2 separate regions of the Mus musculus genome follow, and region 2 is linked to region 1. The links are chromatin contacts, called in public Hi-C maps. All regions are on one chromosome and are shown on one strand. The core of a region is the stretch at or near the end of the contact, and the rest is flanking DNA. Distances in the headings are between cores, read along the strand shown. Region 1 has its middle 45 kb from the start of Gm30733. Region 2 has its middle 8.2 kb from the start of Gm30908.

Region 1 (6,758 bases), core at 3,719-6,218:
TAGAACCCACCAGGTCTGAGGGAAAGGAAGATGGCTAGGATAAGCATGAGGGGTTGGCGAAGGGTAAGGCAAAGAGACATGGGCAGGTTGGTTTGGGGTTGATAGAAAATGGTAGCGTGATGGGACCCGGCTGTGACCTGCCTAAGGGTGGAAGTGGTCCTGGCCCTTGCTTCTTGACGACCATACCGCATGTCCAGGAAGAAGTGGCAGAAGCAGACAGAGATCTTTTCATCCCAAGAAACAGACTCTGATGCAAAGGGGGCCCCGGGTGGGCACCCCCTTCCTCACTCCACCCTCTGCTTTTCCTTTGACTCTATGTAAGCAGGCTTTTCTCCCGTGAGGCCCGAGCTACTGACCAGAAGCCCTGAGGCATCTCTACAGCTTCGCAAGGCAGGAAGGACATCCCACTTCCTGAAATCCCTTTTCTCGGAACACGGGCCAAGATCTCAGTGCCAACTCTCATTGGCCTGCTGTGGTTATGTGACCAACGGAATGACATCTTCTGGTTGGCCGAGCCTAGATCACATGTCTACTTGTAGACTATCTATCCTGGTGTGTGTGTGTGTGTGTGTGTGTGTGTGTGTGTGTGTGTGTGTGATTCTCCAGAGGAAAAGTCAACTGTTGTTACCCCAAATGGGGACTGTGTGGAGGGCAGGTGGAAACAGGAAGCCCTATCTATGTTCCTTCCTCTCAGAACACCCTGGACCAAGGATCCCCAGGTGCTGAGGCCAGAGATAGAAGGATAGTAGGAAACACATTCTTTGAGTTTCTAGAATGTAGGCAGGATGGTGGAAAGGACTCTCTGCAGACTGGTCATTGCCTAAACAAACTATTCCTAGGCAACAAGTACTGACTTACCCTGACCAGCAGTTGGCCATGGCCCTGGGGAGACTGGAAGATGGCGCCATGCTGTCAATAGCCAACATGCTGGCACTTGGCAGAGTGGACATCCCTGGCAAACAGGGCTGGTACCAAGTGCTGTGACCCAGCAAGGAGGAGTGCGGCATGCTTGACTGACACGTGTCCATCTGGCTGGGATAGAGTTGGCCCTCCAGTCTGTCACTGGGAAGGCAATACAGGCCAGGTGGCTAGAGAGGGACAGGGAAGATCAACAGCCAGGAGTGGGTGTCACTTGTACTGTGACACCCCTCACACCCAGCAGGGAATAGGGGAGGCAGCAGAAGAGAGCAGACATTGTCATGCATGGGCAGTTCAAACCCTCTCCACACACCTCAAAGCAGGAACCAGACACCCAGAGCCCTCTCTGGGCCACCATTCCCTTCTTTGGTCACAAAGACTGGGACTTTGTAAAGCACTGGGACACTCCTCTAGGCCCTTCCCCATCTCTCAGGGTCAGGCCTGTGACAAGATGAGTCAGTTTAGAAAAGCAAAGATATTTTCTGAGAATGTCAAGGCCTCCACAGGAAGGCAGTGGGCGCCCTGCTGGGGCCAGCTGCTTTTCATGGGAGAGGTCACAGGTGACGGTGGAGCTTCACAGAGAGGCCTGCCAGGTTGGGAGCAGCAGCTGGGAGATCCCCTAGGCCAGCGAGCGAGCGAGCGTGGCATAACTGAATTCAAACAAGCCTGGATGCTAGAGGGAGCTTAGGCCTGCCGAAGTGCTGGTGTCCTGACTCACATAGCCTGCTCCCAGAGGCGGGTCATCATTAACTCTACTATACAAAGCTGGAAACCCAGACACAGAGGCGTTGAATAACCTTGCCCGGGTCTTAGGGCCATAGATAGCCACCATGAAGTCCCGGAGTATTAGGAGAGACATCAGGACAGGGGTCCTGAAGGGAGAGAGTCCTCAAGTCCCAAAGAACAATGTGAGGCTTCTTTCTCTTCAAGGTCACTCCAGAGAGAAGGTATGTAAATTCTGCCTCATGTGACCTTGTCCACGTAAGGAGAGTCACAGGGCAGGAAGGTGTTAGAGTTCAAGAAGGCTCTAAGAATGTGTCAGGACGCTGGGCTTTCTTGGGACTGCAAGGTGGAGGGAGAAGATTTGGGTCTTGTGACAGTTGCAAGATGCTAGCAGCCAGAGCGGCTGGTGCTCTTCCCACACCCCCTTCTCCTACCCTGAATACTGCTGGGGGGGGGGGGTTGGTTCCAGGAAGCTGGCTCATCAGAACTGTCCCCACTGTCCCCAGTGTCCCCACTACCCCCTTGAGAAATGCAATGATGTACACTGCGTCCCCTGCAGAAGGCTTCCCATCTGTTCTCTACATAAGCACAGTGATGCATATAAATGCTCTCATGCTGCTGGCCCTGGGAGAGGGCTGTGCTCCTCAGCGGAAGACAACACCTATAAATCAGCCATCTGCCCGGGGCATGGGGACCATCGATTTCCTGTCCTGGGGGTGGAGAATGGGTTTTGTTGTGCCGTATGCCCTGTGGCGAATCTGTGATCTGGGGAGGGTGATTTGCAGTCATCACTTCTGACCTGGGTGTGACTTCTGGTGACAGAAGTCCCTGACTAAGGCTGAGTTGATTCCACCCTTTATCGCCGAGGAGGCAGAGTCTTCGTGCCTAGGAGCGTGGGGAGACAGGATATTTCCCACTGCAGTGAGGCCACTGCCCATGGTAGTCAATCTCTCCCCAAACAGAAGACCTTGCCATGAATAAGTGTGGTTTCCCTTCCTAAACAAATACCTGCCTCGGAATGAGCACAGAGGACGGATGAATGAACGCCAGAGACGGCACGTGAAGTAAGTCTGCGGCACGGAGAAACGAATGCATTTAAGAGAGGAGAGAGAAGGCTCTTTAATTTTGGTTTCATGTTCAGCAAACTTTTCCTTTGTGCTTTCCATATTTATGTTTACAAACACCCACAATATTGTGTAAATATTCATTTACTCTCTTCTGGGACTTTGATGATTTCTACATTTAATTTACCAGTACATCTGGAGTTTATTCTGATATACATAATGAGAAATGGACTGGATTGTGTAGAGCATGGTGCGTCTCCATGATGTTCTGGAGCCCATCCCCCTCCCCCTAATCTACATCCTCTAATTATTATGATATCATCAACCTACCTCTGTGTGGATACGAACTTTTGTTAAGTTTTCTTGCTTGGCTCCAAGTCAGCTCTGTACTTTCGTTATTACAATCCTATGTATGAGAACACCTGACTACATGTATCACTCATTCTCTTTTGCAAAAAAAAAAGTACTTTATGACTTATATTTTTAAGTTCACTTTAGACCATTTTCCTCATGACATCATCCTGTAATATCATGTGAGGATTGGTGATGAAGAAAACAGACATCTGGTCAACCAGTCCTGTCTTCACTAGGAATGTACAGCGCACTCTTTTCTTTCCTTCTTCTGTTTTCTAGCTTTGTTCACCTGGGTCTCAGTGACTTGCTGTGATCATACCCAAGTGCTCCATTAGCTACGGAATTTAGATTTATCCTCTTTGGGGTTGGGCCATTGTGTTAAGTTACTGTCCTCATTTCTGTGTCAAAATCCCCAACAAAAGCAGCTTATGGAAGGAAGAGTTTATCTAGGCTCACAGTTGAAGATGTTTGGTCCATCATCATGGGGAATATGTGACACTGAAAGTGGTTCCAGAGGTGGCCGCAGGAGCACGAGGCAGCTGGTCACATTGCACCCAGTCAGGAAGCAGAGAGAGACAAATGCTTCTGTCAGATTGATATTTCTTCATGAACTTTGTGACTCATTGTGCCCCCAGTTTTGGATTTTTTTTTTCTTTTGAGACAGAGTTTTCCTGTGTAACACTGGCTGACCTGGAACTCAAGAGATTCAAGAGATCTGTCTGCCTCTGCCTCCTGAGTTCTGGGATTAAAAGCATGTGCCACCATCACCCACCTCAGCTTTGAGTTCTTACTCGCCACGCCCACCATTTGACTGAGGGGACGTGAGCCAATACCTGGGTTGGTCTTATCAACACAACCATGAGCTCCTTGCTCACTCTGGCCCTCTAGGAATCCTCTTGACCCTGACCCTGACAGTGGGATGGTACTTGCTCACATTTGGAGTAGATCTTCCCTTCTCAGTAAAACACATAGAGGCATGATAGAAGTGCGTCTCCTTGGTTATTTTAAGTGCAGTCAAGTCACCCATGAAAATTAACCATTACAATCAGAGTCCATTCATTTACAGACTGGCACTTTGTCCATCCATCTCTTTCTGTCCCAACATCAACACTGAGTTTGGTCAGTAGGTTCCTCCTACATTCTTTCCCTCTCCAGAAACATCTAGGATTGCTTCACGTTTCTTTGTGTGGGTGTTATAATTGGCTGGTATAGCCCCCTTAATGGGTGTAGATTGGAGTAGTGAGAGTTCTAGTGGATTCTCTTGGGTTTCAAAGGACAGCAGGTGCTCTCACATTCCCATTCCTCCCCCCCCTGGCTGCCAGAGTGTCCGTCTGTCTGTCCATCATATGCCAGCTCTCAACACTTGGCTGGCACCATCCCAAAACACCTCTTGGCTCCTCTGTTTTTGACCACCACATTACATGCTGTATCTTGGCTTCATGCTGCGATTTTAAAGTCTTCTGCTGCCACACACACACACACACACACACACACACACACACACACCGCCCCAAGCTGCCCATACTGCAGCCACCCTGACTTCCTCTGATGACAGAGAAGGCTGAGCTGCATTCTTCATGGGCCGAGCTCTTCTTGTGTGCCTGTGGAGTTTGAATCCAGATGTGTTCTGGGCAGCTGTTCAAAGAGCAGTAAAAAGAAATCTGGAATGTAGCCAAGGGATCAGCCAGTCGTCGGAGAAGCAGGCCCTGCGTGGTACCATGTGTTCTGGCCTCTGTCTGTGTAAGTTCATTTGTCAAATGAAAGTTCTAGACGCTGAAAGGCTGTGTCTCTTGTCCGAGGTGACATGGAAGAAAAATGAAAAGAGGCAGGGTTCCAGCCAAGGGAGCGTGTCTTGATTTTGTATTCCTGAGCACCACACCCATCACTCACGGAGATGAGTGTTCGCACTGGTCTCTTTTGCATGATCTGTGAGGCTCCCTCCTCACCCTGACCTCATTGAAAGCGAGTCCTCCTTACTCTGACTTTAGCTGCAGAAATTCTCGATCCAACCCAACAAACTTCTTCAATATATCTGTCCCTGTGTTGTTTTCTGACTCCATGAATGTTCTGCTTGGCCTGGAAACAGACTTCCTCCATGTTCCACGTCCCTACCTCAGAGACATCAACTGGAGAGAGACAGTCTTGCCAGGGTGGACATCTACTCTACCCCATAGAGCACCCGTCCTTTTATATCCAAGGCATTACTCACAGATGGTAGTGACTTGGGTGTGCCCTGGGATGAAGAGCAGAAAGCTCTTGCTGAAGGCACAGGGATCCATTTCCCAGGCTGGGTAGGCACGGGCTGACACTTCCCATTCCTCTGGCCCTGGATGCTGCAGGTTTTCTAGCTCAGACATCTCACTGAATTGATTCCCAATGGTTCCAGTTCCACGTTGTGGAGAACTAAATGTGGTCAAGGGTTTGGTTACTGGTGGTCCCAGCCTGGCAGCTTGGGGGATATAGGGGCCTCTAGTGTCTTGTGGCAAGTGTACCAGAATTGTTCAGTCCTGCATGTCCCATCTGATCCAGATCTTATCTTGGTAGGATCAGTGCTAGCCTGTGGGTAGCTCCTCTTCCTCAGCAGAGGTCCATCCACCCTGAAGTCCTGTTCTGTAGATTAGAGATCTGGACAGGACACCAAAGAGCAGCTGCTACGATCTATCAGTTTGCAGACCAACAGAGAGCTTCAGTGGTGATTGGCCTTGCCTAGGATCTCACAGTCAGCATGAGACTGGGACCAGCTGTTCTCTCCCTGGGAAATCTTCAAGAAGGATTTAAATAGTCTTGCATGGTGATAGTGCCCACGTGTGCTTCTGTGCCCTGAACCCTCTTGAGCGCTGAGCTCCTGAATGTATGTAAGGGGTGGGCACGTTACCTCTGCTGGGGCCTCCCCCAGTGCATGTAGTAAAATCCTGCCCCTAGGTGATGTGTTAGGAGGACCCGCCGAGGAGTGATTAGGTCCTGAGGGGTGGAGCTCCCAGAAATGACATGAGTGCTCTTATGAAAGAAGTGCAAGGGAACTTGATCACCTGCTCCCACTACAGAACTATACAGAGAAGGGGACACCTGGGTCCAGAAAGGGGCCTCCCCAGACTCTGTCTCGGGACCTTGGCCTTTGCAGCGTCTACACTGATAAAATAAAATAAAATACATTTCTGGTTTCTGTAAACTATTCTATGAGGGGGATTTTGTTATAGCGCCCAGACAGGATGACCATCCTGACCAAATCGAGGGATCCTGCCAGCTTCCCTATTAACTGCAAGCTCATCCGTCCCGCACCTAGGCAGCATACCTGGGAGCTGTCTTTGTCCTCTTCTTACCAGGAAATGTGTGCACCCCATCTTCAGAACCTGGACCAAGGCCAGCCCCCTCCTGCCTTCTCTGCTGGCTGGAGCCACCTGGTTTTTACAAGCTGCTCATGAGTTTCTCACCTCTGCCCTCCCGCCCAGCCCCCATCCCGGCTTCCAGTTACAGCGGTTCCCCTGCTCAGAACCTCCCATTGATGTTTGCCTCGTTGTGACTAGATGGAATCCGGGAAGAATTAGACACATCTCTCATACCAGTGTCACTCCTGACTCCATGACTCAGTTTGTCACCATCCAATGGCCCTCTTTTCCTGACTTCCTTTTTTCTTCCTACTCCCCTCTCTCTTTGTGTGTGTACAGGTGCGCGCCCATGCATGTGTGTGCCTGTGTGCGT
Region 2 (6,354 bases), core at 777-3,276, 130 kb after region 1:
GACTGGCTGTCTGGGTTGTGAGTCAGTCTATCCTTACCCACCTCAACCATGGGACATTCGCACTGGAGGTCAAACGGCAGGCTGGTTTATTTCAAAGTATTGGCAGGTGACAGGGGTCATTCTGAGGCCCTGGTTTTTCTCTCTCTTCTGAAAGCTTCACTCAGCAATGTTTTTACCCTCAGGGACGTTGAGCACACTTGAAATCTCCACTGACTTAGAAATGACTTTAAAAAACACCCTCTGGTGGATTTAGCATGTCTTATTCTGGAAAAACAATTTTTAACTTGAAAGCTATTCTTCATAAGTTAATGATGCTGCTATCACCAGCCCACCCCACCCCTATTACAAAGACCCCAAGTGGACCGCTAAGGCACAGACATAAGGTCGCCATGCTAGCTAGACTATCACACAGTCTCTAAATGGCCCTGTCCATGTGAAGGGAAATGTTTCTTCTGGGTCCAGAGACCCTCTGGGTGCATCCCATGTCTTTACTCCATTTCGCCCTCCTAGTTTCCTCCAAGGAAGGTCCTGTTCTCGTCCATTTCCAGCACCAACAGGGAAACTGAGTCCCAGAAATCTCGTGTCACTAGCCAGAGTGTAGTTCCACCCTGAGCTCCAGCTAGGCAACTCAGAACAGCCCTGGACTGAAGGAAGTGGAGAACACCGGCCAATCAGCAGCAGCCATCTGTCTGCTTCCAGAGTGCAGGTGCTTTGTGACCAGCTGTCTCACACTCCTGCCGCCCTGTGCTCCCCGTTGTGATGGACTGTACCCCCGAACCCTTCCTTCCTCCAGTTGCTTCTGGTGAGATGATTCTTCTCCATAACAATGAGAATATTAACTAACATGATATATGTCTGACATGGTTACCCTGAAACCAAGCACGGCCAAGGACAGAGGCCCAGCTTGGAGTGCATAGGAACTTCTGGGAGGAAAATGGTGACCATGGCTCTGTGAGGAAGGAGGCTGTGGACACTCAGTCTGTGCCACGTTTCCTCAGAGGTCAGGAGGGAGCGTCAGAAGCTGCTTCAAAACTTTGGCCTTTTGTCTGCTGGTTTACTTAAAATTTCCTTTGACTTTTTTTAAAAACATAAACAAAGGTATTAGAACAGAAAACTTGAATCACATCTGTGTAAGTCAAAGCTAATATGTCACAGTGGATGGGCAATGCGCTCCAGAGAATGTTGATTTAAAAAAGATGTTAGGTAAAGGGGCCCATGCTAATGGATATAAAATATGCCTTCTCCATTTTAATATCATCTGGTTATAATTTTAACTTCTGAGTTATTTTTAAATACAGTCTTGATGCTGGGGATAGCTCCAGGACCTTAGATACTACTAAGCAAGATCCCGTAAGCTATACCCCTATCCTTAAGGGTTTTGGTTTCTTGAGACAAAGACTTACTATGTAGCCCAGGCTGACCCCAAACTCATGGTTCCTGTGCCCTCTATCTCCCAATCACTGGTAGGGCAAGCATGTACCAACATGTTCATCTGCCTAACATTTTAATTTAAGTAACTTAACTAGATGGAAACAGCCAAGAGAGCAGCCCTGACAAACCAATATGGCGCTTGCATCTCTGTAGAGTTCTCATTGGCAGGTGCCTCAGGCACGGTACCCACAGAATGTCTCAGAGATCATTCTGATTTCTGGGCTGTCACCACAGGTGTGACTCAATTATGACTGTATTTGGAGAAATCGTGTTCTTGTTGAAGGCACACATGGGACTGGGGATCTGGGGTCTTTCAGGCCATTGATACTGATCTTGCATTCTGGGATACATTTGTAGGCAGACTCCTTTTGCCTATAACCCTCGGGTCCTCCGCAGGGCAGAGTGGACATCCTGCCAATTCACTTTGAGGTTGCTTTAAAGACAGAGCAGAGCATCTATAGCACAATATACCTTGTGATCAGGGCTGCATGTATTTGCATCTTGGCTCCTGCAACTCTTCTAGACAGAACCTCAGCACAGCTCACGATGAGAACCACAGTGAGGCCACCCCTTAGCTAGAGCTGAGCCCAGCTGCTCTACACTGAGTCATAGCTGACCAGACAAAGTCAGCCTGGATCTGCTGGCCCATAGCGTACACTGAAGGACCTTGAGGGCGAAAATAAATGCTTGCTGTTCTAGTCATTTGAGGCTGGTCTGTGAGACATCACCATAGAGACAAAACCAAATATAAAATCCCTTCTCAGAAACCCACCCTTTTCTTGTCTGTCCTAATGGAAGACTGGCTCACAGGAACCCATCTCAGGCCATGAGCAGACAAGCGCTGACTGAGCCAGGGGCATGCAGCAAAGATTTCCTCTGGCCATCAAAAGGAGAAGGCAGGAGCCGGAGAGATGGCTCACTGGGTGAAAGGGCTTGCAAGTAAATCTGTTGACCCAAGTTCAAGCCCCCAGAACACACACAGTAGGAGAGAACTGACTCCCAAAGTTGTCTCTAACCTTCACTCACATGCTATGACACTCACACACTAATGCACACACACATACGCATATACACATACACACACATACATATACATACACACATACAAACACACATACATTCACACACACATACACACATTCACACACACACACATACATACTCATACGTAAACATACTACACACATACATGTATACACACATATACACACACATACATACACACACGTATATACATACACACACATACATTAAAAAGTGTGGGAATTAGGAGAAAATAAATACTAAAAAAAAAATTTTTTTAAACCACTTCCTCCAGCTATGCTTAGCCTCTTGAAAGTTCCAAGGTCTCCCAAAACAGTGGCCCCAACTGGCAACCAAATGTTCCCAAGTATAAGCCACAGCAACAAGCCTTGCTGGTTTTCTTATTTGAGCCTACACCAAAGCTGGTCACTCGAATTCACAGATCACGTCCCTTACAGCAGCTAGTGCCAGCCGCCTGCTCCTGGGTGGACAATCCACATCAGAGAGCATGAACGAAGACTTCTCCCGCTTGTTCCTTCCATCTTTCTGCTCTTAGATTTCAGAATAAATAACTCATGAACACTTTCATCTGGGTTGCCCGAGACAAGGCAGAGGGGAAGGTGGAAAAGAAAATATTGATCAGACAGCAGTAGTCAGTACTGCGTCTCTTCTACGGGAGGCTGCAATGAGGGCCATGACCATAACATCAGTGGAAGCGTACATGGCTGTGCATCCTCCGGCATCAGAACGATTTCCCAAATAACCCCAAAGGAAGACATGGATCTTGGAGGACATGGTTTCTAATTGGCAGCTCCTACCTCCAGTTTCCAGCTAATTTCCATTCTAGAATTTTCTCTCTCTCTCTCTTTTCCTTCCCTGTGGCAAGGTGTGCTATTCACTGTTCACACACACACACACACACACACACACACGCACGCACACACACACTGAACTGTCTCTTTTGCATTCAGCAGTAAAGCGGGAATCCATGACTTCTCCAGTTTCTAGACATGGCAGTATGAACAGCCATGTTTTCAGCCTAACAGGGACGGAGACTGGCGGCCTGTAACTGGGAGAAAGGCCTACTCAGCACACCCCTGAGAGGCTGACAACCCACAGCCTGGCGGTTCCAGTGGGCTTGAGTCATCTTTCTTCTGTAGCTTTTTCTGAGAACAGAGACTGGAGCACTTCTGGCCACCTTTCAAAATCTAGAGGAGCCAAGAAACACTTAACACGTGTCCTGGAGACATTCCGGGGCTTTTGAAAGAAACACAAGCAGAAATCTCTCTCCTCGGGGCGCTTGTGTGATTTAGACACAGACAAGATTTTGAAACACGGGTGAAGGATGTGGCATCATGAGCCAGATGAACATGTTGAAGTTTCAGATTCCTCCCTAAGAGCTCCGATCATAAATTATGTGTCTTAACGAAGCATCCTAGCTTCCCCACAGAGGCCATGAATCCACTCTGATCTACGACAGTCTCCACAGCAACTGCTGATTGGGATGAGAGACCTGGGGTATTTCTAATTGACAACTTCATGACTCTAAGAAGCCTGAGAAAAAATGGGGGAGAATTGGAGGAAAACGAGGCTGGAGAGATGTCTCAGAGTTAAGAACACTTGTTGCTATTGCAGAGGACCTGGGTTCAGTTCCCAGCATCCATTTAGAATTCCAGTCCCCAGTGCATCTAGAGTTTTCCGACCTCCTCAGACCCCAGGTATGTACGTATGTACATACATACAAACATACATGCAGGCATACATGCAGGCATGCATACATACACTCACATAATATATACACTCACATACATACACTCATCTATGTACAAACATACATGCATACATAATACATACATACATACATACATACATACATACATACATACATTCACATACATAAAATGATGAGATTAATCTAGAGAGAGAGGGAAGGAAAGTCTTTGCTCTGTGGAAACCATGACATGCCACCCACAATGCCACACTGAACAGCGTCCAGAAGACCAGTGACTCTTCCTTAAAGTGTTTTCTAAAGTCTGAAAGAGAGCGAAGGCAGGGAGGATGTATTGAGACAAACAGCAACGATCCACTCCCAGAGAGGGGAGCCTGGCTCTCAAGCTTAAGCCTTCTAATACTCTTTGAAGGGAAAGGACTTTGTCCTGTGGGGATGGTCAAGGGAGATGCTCCCCCCTCTCTGTAAGGATGTAATGGAAGCTTATTGGTCTTCACACCAGCCTCACATGTTGGTCAGCCATAGCACTTGGTGATGAAGCGGGAGTTCTGGATGGAATGGAAGCTTGGACCCAGTTGCGTGTTCTTTGTTTTAAGGCTTCCCCACGCAAAGACCAGGTTTCCTCAGACACCAATGTTGCGCTCCATGAGCCACCGAGCAAAAATGTGATAAATGTCTGGGGCCAAAACCAAGAGTGGGGTGAATCTAAACTTGAGTTCAGCTTTCAGTCTGCCCCTGGCCACGTGGAGCTGCCTGGCGATGCCCAGCACCTCATCATCTGATGTGATTTGTGACCCCACAGAGGGAAGCTGTAGGGACACTTTAATGCTGATCTTTGGATGTGCCCACAGGCTCCCGGACATTCTCCACCCTGAATACATTCAAGTAGATATCTTTATCACACTGTGGAGACAAATAAACAAATCCTCTGAGGCTGGTAACACACTCGCCCCAGGCATTTGGCACCAAATGGAACTGGAAATGAGAGCAGACACCCATCGCCCTCCCCCCCCCACCACCAAATCTAGATTTAAAATTAAGAATATTAAAAAGCGTAGCCTAGGTTCAGTTCACTCACACTGCAGGGAACCAGTGCAATGTCTCTAAGTCACAGCTTTCCTCACCCATTTCCCAACTCACAACCCCCCAAACACCGTGCCTCCTCCCCCCTAGCCCCCTCCCCTGGCACTTTCTCCCCATATTCCTAAAGCTTGGTCCTGACATGGAAGAAAGGCTGTTCTCTCTGTAGGCACAGGTTGAGCAAGGAGGCACAGGAGCAGTCAGGGGTCATTCTCCATTGCCACCAAGGTTCCATCTCTACTGGTCTCTATCCAGGACTTGGCCCTGATGCCTAACTCCTGGCCTCCAGCAGGCCTCGGCCAAGCAGACTCAGCGGGAGGTCAGGGAAGAAGGAGAGAGAGATTGCTGGGATGCCTTGACCCTCACTCTGCTGTGCACTTTGGCCACAGTCCTCAGTTTGCACTCTGGAAGCACTGGGCTCTCCCAAAGCTCCGTCCTCACACCTTGCCCTGAGGCTGGCAGCCTCTCCCCACTCTTGCTGGTCCCCACAACGCTGCCATCGTTTTGTTCCTTACCTTTGAGCCCCTTGGACCTTGCTTCTGCCTCCTGCTAGGGCTGCATCTCACACACCGTGCTCAGTTCTGAGGACCAGAAACAGTTTACAGATTATGAGGAGCAAAAACTGGGGGATTTTTTTTTTAACTCACACTTCTGCAAGGAAAGGAACAAAAAATTTTAAAATTATCACTCCAGGGAGGGTGTGATTGCTAAAGAGATTAGTGTCCTCTAAAAGAAGCCAAGAGCTTTGCACGGGGACAATGGGCAAGAAGGCTCGAAGGCACTTCAGGAATTGGCCAACTCAGTCTTCACAGGCTCAGGGGCATGAAATCGTAAATCCCTCTCAAAGACTGATTTGGGACAAGATCCAGGATGCCCTGCTGGCTCGGGGATCATTTCTCTAGTGTTCATTTGACTGTGTTCAACCACCCAGGCACGCAAAGGTCATGTAGTCATCAGCCAAGCACATCTGGCTACTGCTGCTCTGTTGGGAACCTCGGCGACACCCATGCACTGCTTGGCTCTGTGGGATGGAGTACGCTAGGAGTCCTGGAGCCACGGAGGCTTCCATCAAAATTCCCAAGGTGGTTAGG

Evidence for each region. Hi-C and Micro-C count contacts between places; a contact is called where the count stands out from the background.
Region 2: a contact with region 1 is called in a Hi-C map of uterus, with 4 times the contacts expected there. The contact joins two enhancer-like sites. A contact is called at or near these places in 1 of 484 Hi-C or Micro-C datasets (uterus), 3 of 115 datasets of contacts at active chromatin or transcription factors (embryonic fibroblasts, embryonic stem cells and stem cell-derived neural progenitor cells) and 1 of 9 other capture datasets (embryonic stem cells).

Annotation. Positions count from the first base shown.
Region 1 is chr2:166,328,268-166,335,025 of GRCm38.p6, forward strand. No RefSeq gene overlaps it. Among named protein-coding and RNA genes, the nearest start is that of Gm30733, 45 kb to the left of the region's middle. Within about 2 kb of position 4,969, at least 26 of the 459 cell types and tissues checked have an H3K27ac peak or open chromatin away from gene starts, as enhancers often do. A contact at or near this core is called in uterus, where this site is marked.
Region 2 is chr2:166,460,110-166,466,463 of GRCm38.p6, forward strand. No RefSeq gene overlaps it. Among named protein-coding and RNA genes, the nearest start is that of Gm30908, 8.2 kb to the right of the region's middle. Within about 2 kb of position 2,027, at least 55 of the 459 cell types and tissues checked have an H3K27ac peak or open chromatin away from gene starts, as enhancers often do. A contact at or near this core is called in uterus, where this site is marked.